3 separate regions of the Zea mays genome follow, and regions 2 and 3 are each linked to region 1. The links are chromatin contacts, called in public Hi-C maps. All regions are on one chromosome and are shown on one strand. Each heading gives the region's core, a stretch centred on a gene start, on an enhancer-like site or on the middle of the called end of the contact. The rest is flanking DNA. Distances are from core to core; before and after follow the strand shown. Region 1 holds the start of LOC100192818 (cell division control protein 48 homolog B). Region 2 holds the start of LOC100272833 (putative protein phosphatase 2C family protein). Region 3 holds the start of LOC103641816 (BTB/POZ domain-containing protein At2g24240).

What was found. A called contact is a pair of places that touch in the nucleus more often than the background predicts.
Region 2: a Hi-C map of ear shows a contact between it and region 1, with 2.9 times the contacts expected there. The contact joins the promoter of LOC100272833 here to the promoter of LOC100192818 in region 1. A contact is called at or near these places in 3 of 25 Hi-C or Micro-C datasets (ear, endosperm and tassel).
Region 3: a Hi-C map of ear shows a contact between it and region 1, with 2.3 times the contacts expected there. The contact joins the promoter of LOC103641816 here to the promoter of LOC100192818 in region 1. A contact is called at or near these places in 2 of 25 Hi-C or Micro-C datasets (ear and tassel).

The regions. Positions count from the first base shown.
Region 1 is chr10:130,555,825-130,560,239 of Zm-B73-REFERENCE-NAM-5.0, reverse strand. LOC100192818 (cell division control protein 48 homolog B) reads right to left here and starts at 2,898. Exons shown (of 13, transcript NM_001309858.1): 1 at 2,449-2,898; 2 at 1,821-2,012; 3 at 1,689-1,733; 4 at 1,441-1,496; 5 at 1,196-1,345; 6 at 785-892; 7 at 448-547. The coding sequence starts at 1,994.
Region 2 is chr10:130,811,921-130,816,210 of Zm-B73-REFERENCE-NAM-5.0, reverse strand. LOC100272833 (putative protein phosphatase 2C family protein) reads right to left here and starts at 2,797. Exons shown (of 11, transcript NM_001147286.1): 1 at 2,726-2,797; 2 at 623-773; 3 at 424-493; 4 at 129-234. The coding sequence starts at 733.
Region 3 is chr10:131,065,097-131,069,609 of Zm-B73-REFERENCE-NAM-5.0, reverse strand. LOC103641816 (BTB/POZ domain-containing protein At2g24240) reads left to right here and starts at 3,171. Exons shown (of 1, transcript XM_008665143.4): 1 at 3,171-4,513. The coding sequence starts at 4,150. It overlaps LOC103641817 (enolase-phosphatase E1), which reads left to right. Exons shown (of 16, transcript XM_035963502.1): 12 at 270-321; 13 at 458-526; 14 at 611-645; 15 at 1,264-1,335; 16 at 1,423-2,452. The coding sequence ends at 1,873.

The sequences.
Region 1 (4,415 bases), core at 1,649-4,148:
GGTTAAAAAAACATCTCGTTGTGCCCCATAGTTTTTAAGGCATCCGTAAGGCGACGCTTAAGCGTCGCCTAAGCGGTAAGGCAAGGGTGGCTCGCCTAGGCAGTAAGGCGATGGTGGCTCAACTCATCTCGCCTTAAAAACTATGATGTGCCCCGCCCGATCCCGGGTTACGTCCTGCGCACCACCCTCCGGCTGGGCCATTGCGGATTGGGAGGTGACGGACCGCTAGTAATGGGAGGGGGGGACAGGGTTCGGGGATTTCTCAGCCGGGACCATGTTTCGGTCTTTTCTTAATATAATACCAAGAGGACGGTCTTTCTCTCCCCGGCAGGGTTTTTTTTCATTTATCAATAGAAAATTCCTAGGCCAGATACCTAAATTGCAACAGTAAGCGTAAGAAAACCACTGTTTACAAACAAATTTATGAAATGTGACATCAAATATTACCTTAAGAATCAGCAGCCTTTCTTCAACTGTAGGAACGGCAACCTCTACCTCTGAGTCAAAACGTCCTGCCCTTCTCAATGCAGGATCAACGGCATCTATCCTAATGAGGTAACAAGCTGTGTTTTAGTTCAACGATAAAGACCATATCCAGCAACAGAATGCTTAGATAACTATTTAAAGATTTTTTGTAATTAATTCAACATAACGACATTGCATGGTATCTGCGTATAGAACTATAAATTGTAAATCATGTCCCAGCAGGATTCTTAACCATGGAATAGACCTTGAATTATATTAAGAAAGGTATTTCGAAATCAAAAGTGTGGCATGCCCAGACCTGTTAGTCGATGCAACAACAACTATGTGAGGAAGCATCTTTGACGCCTTTTTGTTTCCATCCATGAGAGTAAGAAGTTGGCCAACAATGCGGGACTCATTCTCTCTCCTGTGAAAGAGTAATAAGATCTCCTTTATGCCTTGTTCGGTTATTCCAATCCCATGTGGATTGGAAAAAATTATGAAAGATTTCGACTTGTTTGGGATTTAAACTCACACAATCCCACCCAATCCACATGGATTGAGAGCAAAACGAACAAGCTCTTAGGCTGTCTCCAGCAGCTACCATATCTCATTCACTATCTCATCTCCTATTTCAGACTTCACTATGCAAACAGTGTAATCTACAGTGTAAATTCCCTATTTCACGATCAACTTACGCACACAAATAAAAGAGACATGCAAAACTTGCCTACTATTGCGGCGTGGACATATGGCATCAAGTTCGTCAATAAATATCACAGCTGGTTTACCCCGCAAAGCCTGAGAATATGCTTCAGAAAAAGCTTCACGCAGGAACTTTTCTCCCTCTCCCACATGGGCTTTGTGTACAGAATATGGGCTGTCAAGGTGGCCAGAAGCAATATTCCAAATCATATCGAAAAATACAATGTACATGTCAGCACTAACAGAAACACAACAAAGTAAATTCAGTACTTGATCGTTGTCAGGTGCGCGTTGCATTCTCGAACAATAGCTCGAACCAGGCTTGTCTGTCAAAATAACAATCACCATACTGTTTACGTCTTGCAGAAACATCAAACCCAAAAAAACAATCCAAGCACTCCACGATATACAGAAACAACCCAAACACTTCACGGTGTAAAGACTTGTGATAGAGTTAGTTATTTTAGATGATGGAAGAAAGAGCTGAGAGTCAAGACAAGGAATTGCAAATTCAGTACCTTTCCGGTGCCAGGGGGGCCATGGAGCAGCAACCCTCTGGGCCACTGAAGAAAGCAAGCTGAATGATTAATTCGGAGGTGTAGCAGACAATGACGAAGTCTGATGGGGGGCAAGAGACGGGAGCACATTACCTTGAGGCCGAGCAAACGGGACTCGCGGGCGTAGAGGAAAGGATAAGCCACGAGCTCCCGAAGGGCCTCGAGTGCCCTACGGTTGCCCGCGACGGCCTTCTCTGCCTGCCACCCGTCAACCGACTTTCCATCGCTTCCCTCACCGCCCCCGTCGCTTACGATCGCCGTGCCCATCACTTCACCAGTTCACCTCTACAGCCAAAAACAATCGCTGATAGTACAGCCACGGCTGGTTTCCGCTCAGTTGTGGAGTCAGGATTTGGCGATAGGGCATTCCCAAGGGCTGATTTGCCAGGAGGGGATCCCCTCCAATTCACTACTCATCAAACCGGCTCTAAGATAAGTATATTTAATAAAATACGACAAATTCATAATTCAAATAAAAATTGTTTAGATACAAAACAACTAAAATAAAATTACAATTTAACTTTTATTTTGCAACCTTTCATCGATTGATAGCGTCTAATGATGTTATCATCCTTAACTTATAAAAAGAAATTACGCTCAATAAAAGTAACCAAGCAATCATTCAAATAGGAAGGAAAGTAGCTTAATTAGGGTTAACGCCTTAGAAGGCTCGATTTCGTGCAGCAGGAAGGGAAAATACGGGATGCTTGGATGAGCATACCTGGTTGCAGCTCGTCGCTGGCGATGGCCCAACGAATCACGAACGACGAAGAGCTCGGCTGCTCTGGCTTAGGGAAGCGCGGCCCACGCGGTCTCAGCGTCTCGCCCGCTCGCCCTGGCCTGCAGCAGGCAGCAGCGCTCGCCAGCAGCCGGCAGGAGGCCTGCCGCCCGCGCCCGTTCGGCGCGACGGCGCTCGGTAACCGCGGTCCGTGAAGCCGCCTCGCCGCGGGGGGCGCACCGCCACTGTGCCGATGCACTGCTCGTCGCGACGCAGCCGCGCAGGCGCGGAGAGCCGGAACCACGCCGACGGCCCGGTCGTCCACCGGCGCGCAGCCGCGCAGGAGCACAGCAGCACGCAGGTCGCAGTGGCGCTCGCTGCCTCGCCGCTCAGCACCTCAGCCGCCGCCGGTGGATCGAAGCGAGGGAGCGAGCGACTGAGTGATGCGTGATGTGTGCTGACGAATTAGAAATGACTGAACTCTAAGTAGGCCTAATGGGCCATCGGCTATGGACTGTGATGGGCCAAACTTTATTTAGTAGTATTTTTTATTGAACAGGTTAATAATTATCTTTATCTTCTTTCCTATTCTCTACCTATATCTCTATCTCTACTTCTATAAAATACCAATTTTGACGGTCATCATACATCAACAATTTTTTTAAAGAACTATTGCATTTCTTCAAAATCAACATTTACAAAAAATAACTTATATTCGTCGCTAGTCGAGAGCTACACGTCCGCCGCCATGCCACCACGAGCTCTGTGTCATGCCAGTCGTCGCATTCCAAGCCCAGCCACCACGCCAACCAGGAGCTTACGTAAATATTTATATTAGAGACATATTTTTATTTTATTTTAATTTTTATACACATGTATTTGTCACACTCTCATATGTTTTGCACATATTTTAGTTTTAGTAAAAAAATATATGGAGAATCTATATATATATAGAGAGGACAGAGAAATATCCTCTATATTTTATTTAGATTTTATATTTAGAGTATTATTTAGAGAATACTTCTAAAAGGGCAAAGAAGGAGAATCTTCTCTAAATATAGGATTCAGGACCCTTTATATGTCATTGTTGGGTACTACCTAAGAGTTAAAATAAGGGGTGATGTTTTAGCTATTGCTTGATCTTAGAAATCTGTAGGTTACTTGTTGATCAGATTGTTACTCTCTATTTCAAATTATAAGATATTATTTTTCGATACATAGCTTTTGCTATTTAACTAGTACATACAATATGTCTAAATTTATAATAAATTTGATGTAAGCAAAAAAAAATCAAAACGTCTGGTACGTTGGCGTATACGTGTATCTGTGTTTATGAATAAATAGTATATTTGGAGAAATGAGTTTTTAAGATAAATAGTGTATTCGTGGAAATGGTGTAGTGGAATATCGCTACCAGTACTACTATCGACGTACTGGGTATTTATGTAGCCTGTCGGGCTCGGCCCTCTGTGTTCTGGGTTAACCGTTCTGGCCCATGTCCTGAAACGCGGAGCGTTCTGTCTGCCACTGGGGCACGCCCCACGCACGTCGCTAGCTAGCGCGATCTGTGATGTACCTGTACGTCGTCCGCGCAACAACGCGAAACGTACTTATGCAGCAGACGCAAGCGGAGTTATGGGCCGCGTCCGTGAATCGTGATGCGCATGTGCACGCAATGCGCAGGCAGGGGGGTGTAATACCCAAATTATAAGGAAGAATAAAATAAGAATTTGCTCTCCTCTATATATGTGTATGTATCTCTATTAGTCATCGCATGTGAACACCTCATAAGATAAACAAAGGATTAAAAAAATTGTTAAATTGTGCATCATGCTGAGGTTTCATTGTATGTGCATTTTTGTGACAATGTGACAATAATGTAGAAATAAAGATGACAACATCTAAATTAGAATTTAAACCCTAAAGAGAATTATAGAAATGTGGAGAAGAGAAAGAGATAAAGGATATGA
Region 2 (4,290 bases), core at 1,548-4,047, 260 kb before region 1:
ATCAACTATGAACAAAGAATGAGGTAATATTGGTGCTTTGTCACCCACTATGGTAATGGAGGGAAATAATTTATGCGATCTAAAAATATATAATGCATGAATTCCGTGAGCTACAAAAGGTTGAAAACCTTAAGAACGTTCTCTCAATTGCAGTCTGGAGATTATCCCGAAAACTTTCATGTCGGCGAAGCTCAGCGTGTAGGTGTCTCGCACAATACTTTGAAACAGCAGGTCCTGAAACAGAATTTCAAATAAATCAAATACCATGGTAAATCGTACCTATTGCTAAAAACAAAATAACGAGTCAACAGTACTCATGAATGCATAGTAAGAATGCAATGGACACAAGTAGCTAAACATTGGTCTGTCTTTTGGCATCATGCATTTGAAACTTGTTCAAGAGGATTAGGGTGAAGATCGGACCTCCATGGCCATCATAAACACCAAAGAATGATGTGCCAGTTGCAGCATCAAGATTCAGGACAATTGCATGCTGCAGAGAAAGGTTACACATGAGGCTTCACTTGTCTAGCAGCAATTTTTAGCGACTAGCAAGTCAATCATGCATATTTCATATAACTATGCACCCAATGATCCTACAAAAGGCTGGTAGATTACTCACAGCATCCTCCATATTTAAACGGTATCCTTGCATAGCTGACACGGCGTATTCAAGTCTTTCATTCTCACCGCTCTGAGTAGTCTTTAGTGTCACAGGTACAGCAAGTGACATTGTGTAATATCCTGTTGCGTACTAGTGTGAGTAAAATATCCTAAAAATTCACAACCAAGATTTTTTTAGAAATGAACAAACTAACATAAGATTTTGGAAATGAACACACGGGAGAGCTGCTTATCTTTATATTAAGATGGACTAACATCAGATCTACGATCACATAAGTGCCAGCATTGATGAAATACAAATAGAAAGTTTCACTAGCACTGGCATTGTCCTATGCAAATTAGGACCTCATTGCAGAAAGAAAACATAGATAGTAGGCATACATCATTGCTTGTCAAGCTCAGTGCAGAACTCACCTTCTCTTGACCATTTCTATGGTCAGGAACCAACAGAGACAATTTTGAATGGCATGCAGGATTTTACCGAGGTTTGGAAACAGGGCCTTTAATTTGGGCGCATTACAGAACAATTGTATAATATGAGAAGTAGCAGTTTTTCAAGGATGCATTAATAAGGTTCTGAACCTAAGATTTATTTCAAAAACTAACGCTAAAGTGAATTGAGATTTTGCGATAACACGCAGCTTCATGTCAAAATCAGAATACCAATTTCAGCTTGTAGAATTTTGATGATCATTACTTCAACATACTGAATGACAAACTAATCGTATAGGCACTTTATCTGGATGAAGTGAAACAAGCAACAGTCATGATTTAGTGGTGCTTTAGCATTACACTCTTTACTGACAGGAAGTAACTACATAGCGATATGCCACTACATAACATTGTTGACAAGAAATTATAGTAATAGACAAGAAAACACACTCGATTTTGCAAGCTTAACTTACACTGATAGTAAGCCAGAAATGCCAACTCCCTGACATAAACATAAAAGGCAAGGGGGAGAAAATAAAACGGCATGCAGTTTGCAGTGCATGCTGGCACGGCAACAACGATCTGAAATTGTTCAGCAAAAGAAAATCAAGATGGAGGTCCAACGTTCGGCCAAAGAGCACAATGCAAGGAAACAGGAAAAGGGACCCTATCGCACGCCCAGTAGTGTCGAGAGATCAACAGAAAAAGGGATAAGAAAAAAGTGGTTCAAATCCACACGTTTCTAAAACCCTAAGACCACATTCAAAAAGAGCGATCTCTCAAACATGCCGAGCATAACAGATACCAAAACAAAAACAAAAAAGATTAGACAGATCATGAGCAGATTTATCCTCGAGTTCTGACGCACATAAGCAGTAGCAAGAACAACACAAGAGGCGTTAAACGATAAACGGTTGATGAAAGGACGTCAGAATTTTCGAGAGGAAAGGCGAATAGAGTTCTCCATGCATGGAGTCGCGGTGCTATAGCCGCTGTCGCTCCGAATCAGCCACCATATGAAAAGCAACAGCAACACAAGCGAAGCCCGAACTGGTGGCACAACGGCGCAAAAAGTTTCTGAGATCCAGGGCCTTGCGAAGAAGGATGGGAATGGAACTCCAAACCAGAGCGCCCACCAGTACCGCACACCTCCCACATTTAAGCCTTAGCCCACAAAAGCAAAGAGTAGCCGTCAAGAGATCGACGGTGACAAGAACCAGAAGAACCAGCTGTATGCTCGAGTTCGAAGGAGGGAGGCGAGCGGACAGCGGAGATCATCACCATGGAGCCATATCGGTGCCCCCGCGGCCCCCTCGACCTCCTTGGCCACCACAAAAACCACCAGGACAGTAAAACCAACCAACAAACTGCAACAACGCTGCCAACAGCACCAAAAACACGGAGGAACAACTCACGACAATACCAAACCCACGCGGGGCGAAAACTCGCAGGGTTTCGCAAATTCAAAATCACCAGCACACCGAGCATGGAATCCGGTCGGGGACAAGGAAAAACAGCAGCAACATTAATTCAAAACACCACCACGAACATTGCACCGGGTGAGACGAAATTGCAGCGCGAGGGCAGAGAGGTCTTACGAGCTTTAGAAGGAGGAGGAGGAGGAGGAGGAGGACGGGGTTTTGGGGAAGGGAACAGAAATCGGTCTCACCTTCCCTGGCGGTCCTTGCAGGAGAGAGAGCGCGCGCGAGGGACTGGGTTGGGCGAGGCGAGACTGCGAGAGAGAGGAAAGAGAATGCGGTCGTCCCATGCAAGGGAGAGTCACTTTTGCACTTATACCCAGCGCCACCCACTCCCTGCTTCGCTCGGATAGTCGGGTGCGCTGCCTGCCAACGCGGCAACGCGCCGATGGATCGGCTCCACCGGCTTCGGCTCGGCCTCGCGCAGACGCGGCACGCTCAGACAGCTCACGCCGCGAGCCCGGTGGCCGCCTTTGCCGACTTTTTCTTAACTTGCCCAATCAGGAAGGCGGTTAAATGGTTAATCCAGATTCCACTGTCATCAATAGCAAGCCGTGCAGTAAAGAAAATGCGGTTCGGCAATTAACCCTCTTTGTTAATAATACGAATAGGATAAAGTGGATTAAGGCGACGTGAAGCCCAAATTTCGAAAGAAACACGGTACGGTGCGCTGATATTATGTCACACTTCTTTCTTGGAGGGCATTTCTCTGTCCTGTTTGTTACAGCCGCCTGGCCGCCTATCTTTTGACCGCGACAGCTGTAGCCTGTAGGCCTTACAGCAACAAAGTAACTCAGAATAATGCTCAAAAATAAAAATACCATATCATTCAAAGTGTTTAGGATAGTAAAAATAAATTGCGCTCCAACGGTTAAAGTCTAATTTATATATTTTTAGAAGCGAATAACATTATTAGAAAAGAAAATGTTGAAAATGACATTAGCTTGGAGTGCAATATATTTAGGTTACTTTATTGAGTGACCTATATTTGTTGACAAAAAAATTATAAAATAGTATATTATTGGAGTTGTTTTTTATGATTTGAGTCATACATTTTAAGATTGTTGGAGATACTCTTGGCATTCCATTCTCCTCCCCTTGTCTGTCTATCTTATTTCAGGTTTGAAATGCACGTTTCAGATCTAAATATATATTGATTGAAGCATCAAATTATGTGGACAAACTTTAATCAATTGGTACCGTGAGGCTTAGTTGTAGCGAGATCAGAGTTACATAAATACATAGGCATAATAACTGTAGCGAAATAAAGTGTCACTTAATGGTTGGCAGAGATAATAGTTGTAATGTGGGAGTGAGCATGAGGGAAGGTTCGATACGCTCAACGATCACTGGGGATCTAAAAATCAAAATAGAACAGCTAGCATGAATGCATGATCAGCGTGAGAAATCTTGAGGCGATCGAGGATTGGTGTAAGAGTAGCACCTGGTGTGGTCCTACGATTCCGCACACGGGCGCCAAAGCTGACAACTTGGAACTGACACTCGTCGCGTCAAGCGGCTAGGGCATGCCACCCACCGCTCGCGGAGGCGGCAGCGCAACGGCCTCCCGCGAGCGAGCAATGCTGCACCTTTACGAGGTCATCGCAGCACCGGCACCAGACGGCTCCGGCGTCGAGGTAGCGGCAGCTTCTGTGGGCTACACTCGCGAGACGGATGACCAGCAACAACGAATGGCTGGCCACAGGGGCGGAGCCAGGATTATGATATAAGGGGGGCCAATCAATTCATCAATACT
Region 3 (4,513 bases), core at 1,922-4,421, 510 kb before region 1:
TATTGCTGGCCACTTTCTGGATGCACTATGGTTGCTATTTCTGAAGGCTTCCGAGTCAGCATTGTGGTTGCTATTTGTTCCTTTTTTTCATATATAAATAATACCTGCTTGGTGAATTGTTCATCTGGTTGGAACTGTACGCCTATACTTTTCCTTTTTCTTTCCTTAATTCTTCTTTTTTATAACAGTGTTGACAGCTGAAAAATGGTATTTGCTCCATGTGTTAGCATGCAGTTTGGTAGGTTTTGAAATTATTTCTTGATTTGCAGGTTCTATGCGGGTGTTGTTGAATCATTCGATGCCTCTTCAAAGAAGCACAAGGTGCCCATTCACACTTCATTTGTTTCTTAAGTGTTTAGCCTGTCTGAATGAGAAACACTATTAGGTGATGGAATTCTTATTTTTCTCTTAAACAAAACTTATTATGATGTTTGGACTTTTTCCTGTTGGCACTCAGGTTTCGTATGATGATGGTGATGTTGAGGTACTAATGCTTAAGAAGGAAAGATGGGAGTTCATTTCTGAGGTATTTCCATTATGTTTGAATTTGATGCAGCAGTTATACCTATCCTCCTCTGTTCCTTTTTCTGATTCATTTGGCATCCTGCAGGAACAAGACACTGATCCTGATGCGGTATCTAATATGTAAGAAAAAAACTCTACTTTGCGCCTTCTGTATGCTCTGTGTTTTGAGTGAATTATAATTATTCCAGAACATTAAACAATATAATGTGATTGTGTGCACAACTGCAGTTTCCCCTCTCTCGTATTAAGAACTGGCTTCTGCCTAAGTTGCTAGAAGCAGCCTTTTACACTTAATAGGTTACTAGTTTCAAAACTCCAAAAAAAAAACAAAGCAGCGGTGTCATGCACACGCTTGATTTTTCAAACAACCAATGTTTTTCGTCATTTGAGCTTTTATGTGAATTCTTCTACGTGCTTTTGTCTCTGTCCTTATCTCCAACTTAACCTGTCTAGCATGCCTTTGATCTGTTTGATTGTCTAGCTATAATTTTGCTATTTGGTGGTAACCACCAATTGGAAATTCTGAAGTTGATTTATTCCTAGCGTGTCTTCTTCTTTACATCTGTGGAGTTACTTCCTATCCTGATTCATGAACTTCGATTCTTCTGTTCATCCCCCCTCCCCTCTCCCAGTTCTATGTCAATGTTACTTGATACTTCACTCCTGTTCATTGTTTAGGTCATAACTTGATGGCAAAGGTTTCATTTGTTAAATTATGAGTTGTTTCTTGTAAATCAGGCCACGTGGCAGAAAAGCTAAGGGGAGCTCGGGTCCACAAATGAAAGGAGGGAAAACAGGAACACCTCAAAGGTAAGTTTTTTACTATTATGGATGTGCTATCTTGATACATTGTACACACAGTAGCTTATGTGAAACTACTATTATGCACAATGGCAGTGATGTTAAGAATCCTCCCAAGAAGAGAGGGCGTCCAAAAGGCATGCACGACAGCAATAATATGCCAAATGCTGATAGCTCTGTGACTCCAGCCAGACTGAAGGGAAAAAGTGTTGAGAAGGATACTCAAGTGACACCTAAGACTGGCAATAACTCCAAGAAGGAAGGTGCAAGGCACTCTCGATCTACTACTGGAAAAGCTCAGAATGCTGTTGTCAAGGCAAGCAGCAAGGATGAACCTGATAGCACCGACAACTCAAAAGATGATGCTGGTAGTGAAGACAAGAATTCAAAAGATGAAGTGAAATCCAGCGAAGGTAACGATGGATCCAAGACCAATGGTCTTTCAACCAAAAGGAAGCTAGAGGAGAATGAAGGTGAGTCATCAGAGGAGAAGGGTTCTGCTAAAACTACTACCAGAAAGAAGCGCAGAAGAAAGAGCCGCAACTAGTTGCTCAGAAGCTATGCAGCTCATCATCTTAGGGGCGTTCCGCCCTTGCAGTCTAAAGTCTCAAGTTGCTGGCATGGGACATGCCATGTATGCTTTATATTGCCTGGACCGTTTTACCAGCTTAGCGCTTTGGCAATTTGGGCATCATGAGTCGGCTCGTAGTTGTAGCAGTCTTGGCGTGTTTGGATCACCGCCGCTGGCACCACGCCGCACCACACTTCGCGCGTCGCAGTTATGGCGGCCGAATCAGCCGCCGTACCTTAGGCGGGGTGTGGCGCTAGACGCCAGCGTCCAAACAGGCCTTTAAACTCTCAATAGGAGCTATAATGTTTGGTCTTACTTTTCTTTTTAGAATCTCGTTGCCAACGGTTGTGCCTCTGGCAAAAATGGATTTGATGCTTTTGCTCTGCTTAAAGCTTTTGTGCCAAATCGTAATGCATTTCGACTTATCTTCTGGCAAACAAAAGTATGCTCCTGTTATGAAGCGAATGTTTCAGAAGAAAAGTAGTCTGAGTTTGTACTTCCTCTGTTTCTTTGTACTTCTTCTGTTTTATATTATATGTTATTTATTTTTGTAAAGAAGTTAATGCATCTTAAGGTTGATCAAAATTATAAAGAGAATTATAAAGATTTATGGCACCAAATAGATATAACTGTAAAAATATAGCTAACAATAAATCTAATAGTATTTATTGAGTATCATAAATGTTATTATTTTATTATATAAATTTAATTAATATATAAGATAGTTTGACTCTCTAAAAAATAGAACAATTTATAATTTAGAAGGGAGGGAATAATATCTAACATAATTTCATTGTCCGTAACTTTTAGTGGGCTCTCCACGAAAAGTCGTTTTTTCGTGACTGTTTGGTAGAGGCGGATCTGACCAAAAAGCCATGGCAAAGAGGTCCTAATCTATCGTTTATTCTGGTGCTCTCGGACTCTGACTATCTGGACTTAGTAAGGCTTCCAGTTTTTACTGAATCTTATTCTTCCGTCCTAGTATCACATTTTAAGAAGTTATTTTTTAATAAGTTTATAAAATGTTATGAATATATCACTTTTGAAGTATGTCTATATTTATTATAGAAAGTGTTATGAAGATATATCTCATAGCATGTTTATTACAAAAAAATATATTTGGTATTGATTTAATGATATTTATTTTATATTATACATATTTATACATATATTTAGTTAGTTTTGTAAAGTTCGACTCTTTCGGTGATTTAGGACTAAACTAGTAGTAACTCGATATTTAACCCATTGTCATGCAAGGATCGAAGTATGTACGTGCGTGTCCGCTTGACAATGCTGAGCTCCGAGATGCGAGCCCCCAACCCAACAACCACAACAGACCGCCAGCGCCGTTTCCTGGAGTCCCCGACCGACAAGCACAAGGACTGCCGTGCCCCGCCTGCGACCGCGAACGAGCAGGATTGAGGAACCCTGAAGATGCGCCTGCGCCGATGATTGGAGAGGACAGGCTTGACTTGCAGCCGGACATCGGAGCACGGAGACCGACCGCGAGCGCAAGGGGTCGGGCACCCGGCGGCACGCACGATGCTCTGCGAGTGTACGACGACGTGAAGTGAAGTCAGTCCTGTCCTGTGTGTGCGAGTTTGCGCGCCTACCAGTCAGTAGCCATGTTCGGGCGGTTGCACGGTTGCAGCTAACACTAAAAGGCCGGCGCCCGGCGGTGTGATAGATGAGTGGGCGGCTCATATGACGACCTCCACACCTTCCTTGTTCAGAATCGTTGACTGCACGCAGCGTAGCACGGTCCCCCCAAAACGGGGGTTGGGACGGGCGACACTGCTAGAAACCCGACCCCGCCGTTGCGCTGGCGACTGGGGATTTTTTTTTGCCTTGTCCTTCTCCTTCTCCTTCCAATCAAGCGCCGTCTTCACGTCAAAGCGACACCGCCACATCGCCTGCTACCTGCCTCGCTCGCTAGCTCTCCTCTCCCTCGTCTACGCCTCCGCCCTGCCGTTACGCCATAAATCCAGCAGAGGCAGCCATCCAATCCAACCAACCTGTTGATACTCGCTCGTATCGTAGTATACACGCCGCGACCTCGTACAAACGCGTGCACTAGTAATTGGCGCAATCCACCGTCTCCCCAACCGCCCGATACAGCGCAGCGGAGGCAGCTCGACAATTCGACCCCCTCCGGCAATCGCCGCCCGGATCTATCTACACGACACTGGGCTCTGGATGCTGCTCAAAGCGGAGATGCTGTAAAGATCGGTTCCTTGGCGAGCGCGCCGACGATGGCGGCCGGCGGCCGCGTGCGGTTCAACGTGGGCGGGCAGGTGTTCGAGACGACCACCACGACGCTGGCCAACGCCGGTCGGGACTCCATGCTCGGCGCGCTGCTCGACTCGTCCTGGAACGTCTCCTCCTCGGGCGGCGGCGGCGGCGGGGTGGCCGAGTACTTCATCGACCGCAACCCGGCCTGCTTCGCGGTGCTGCTGGACCTGCTCCGCACGGGCAGCCTCCACGTGCCCCCGCACCTCCCGGAGAAGCTGCTCTACCGGGAGGCGCTCTACTACGGCCTCCTCGACCACGTGCGCGCCGCGCGGTGGGGCGCGTTCGACGGCGACCGCCTCCGCCTCGCCGCGTCCGTGCCGGGGC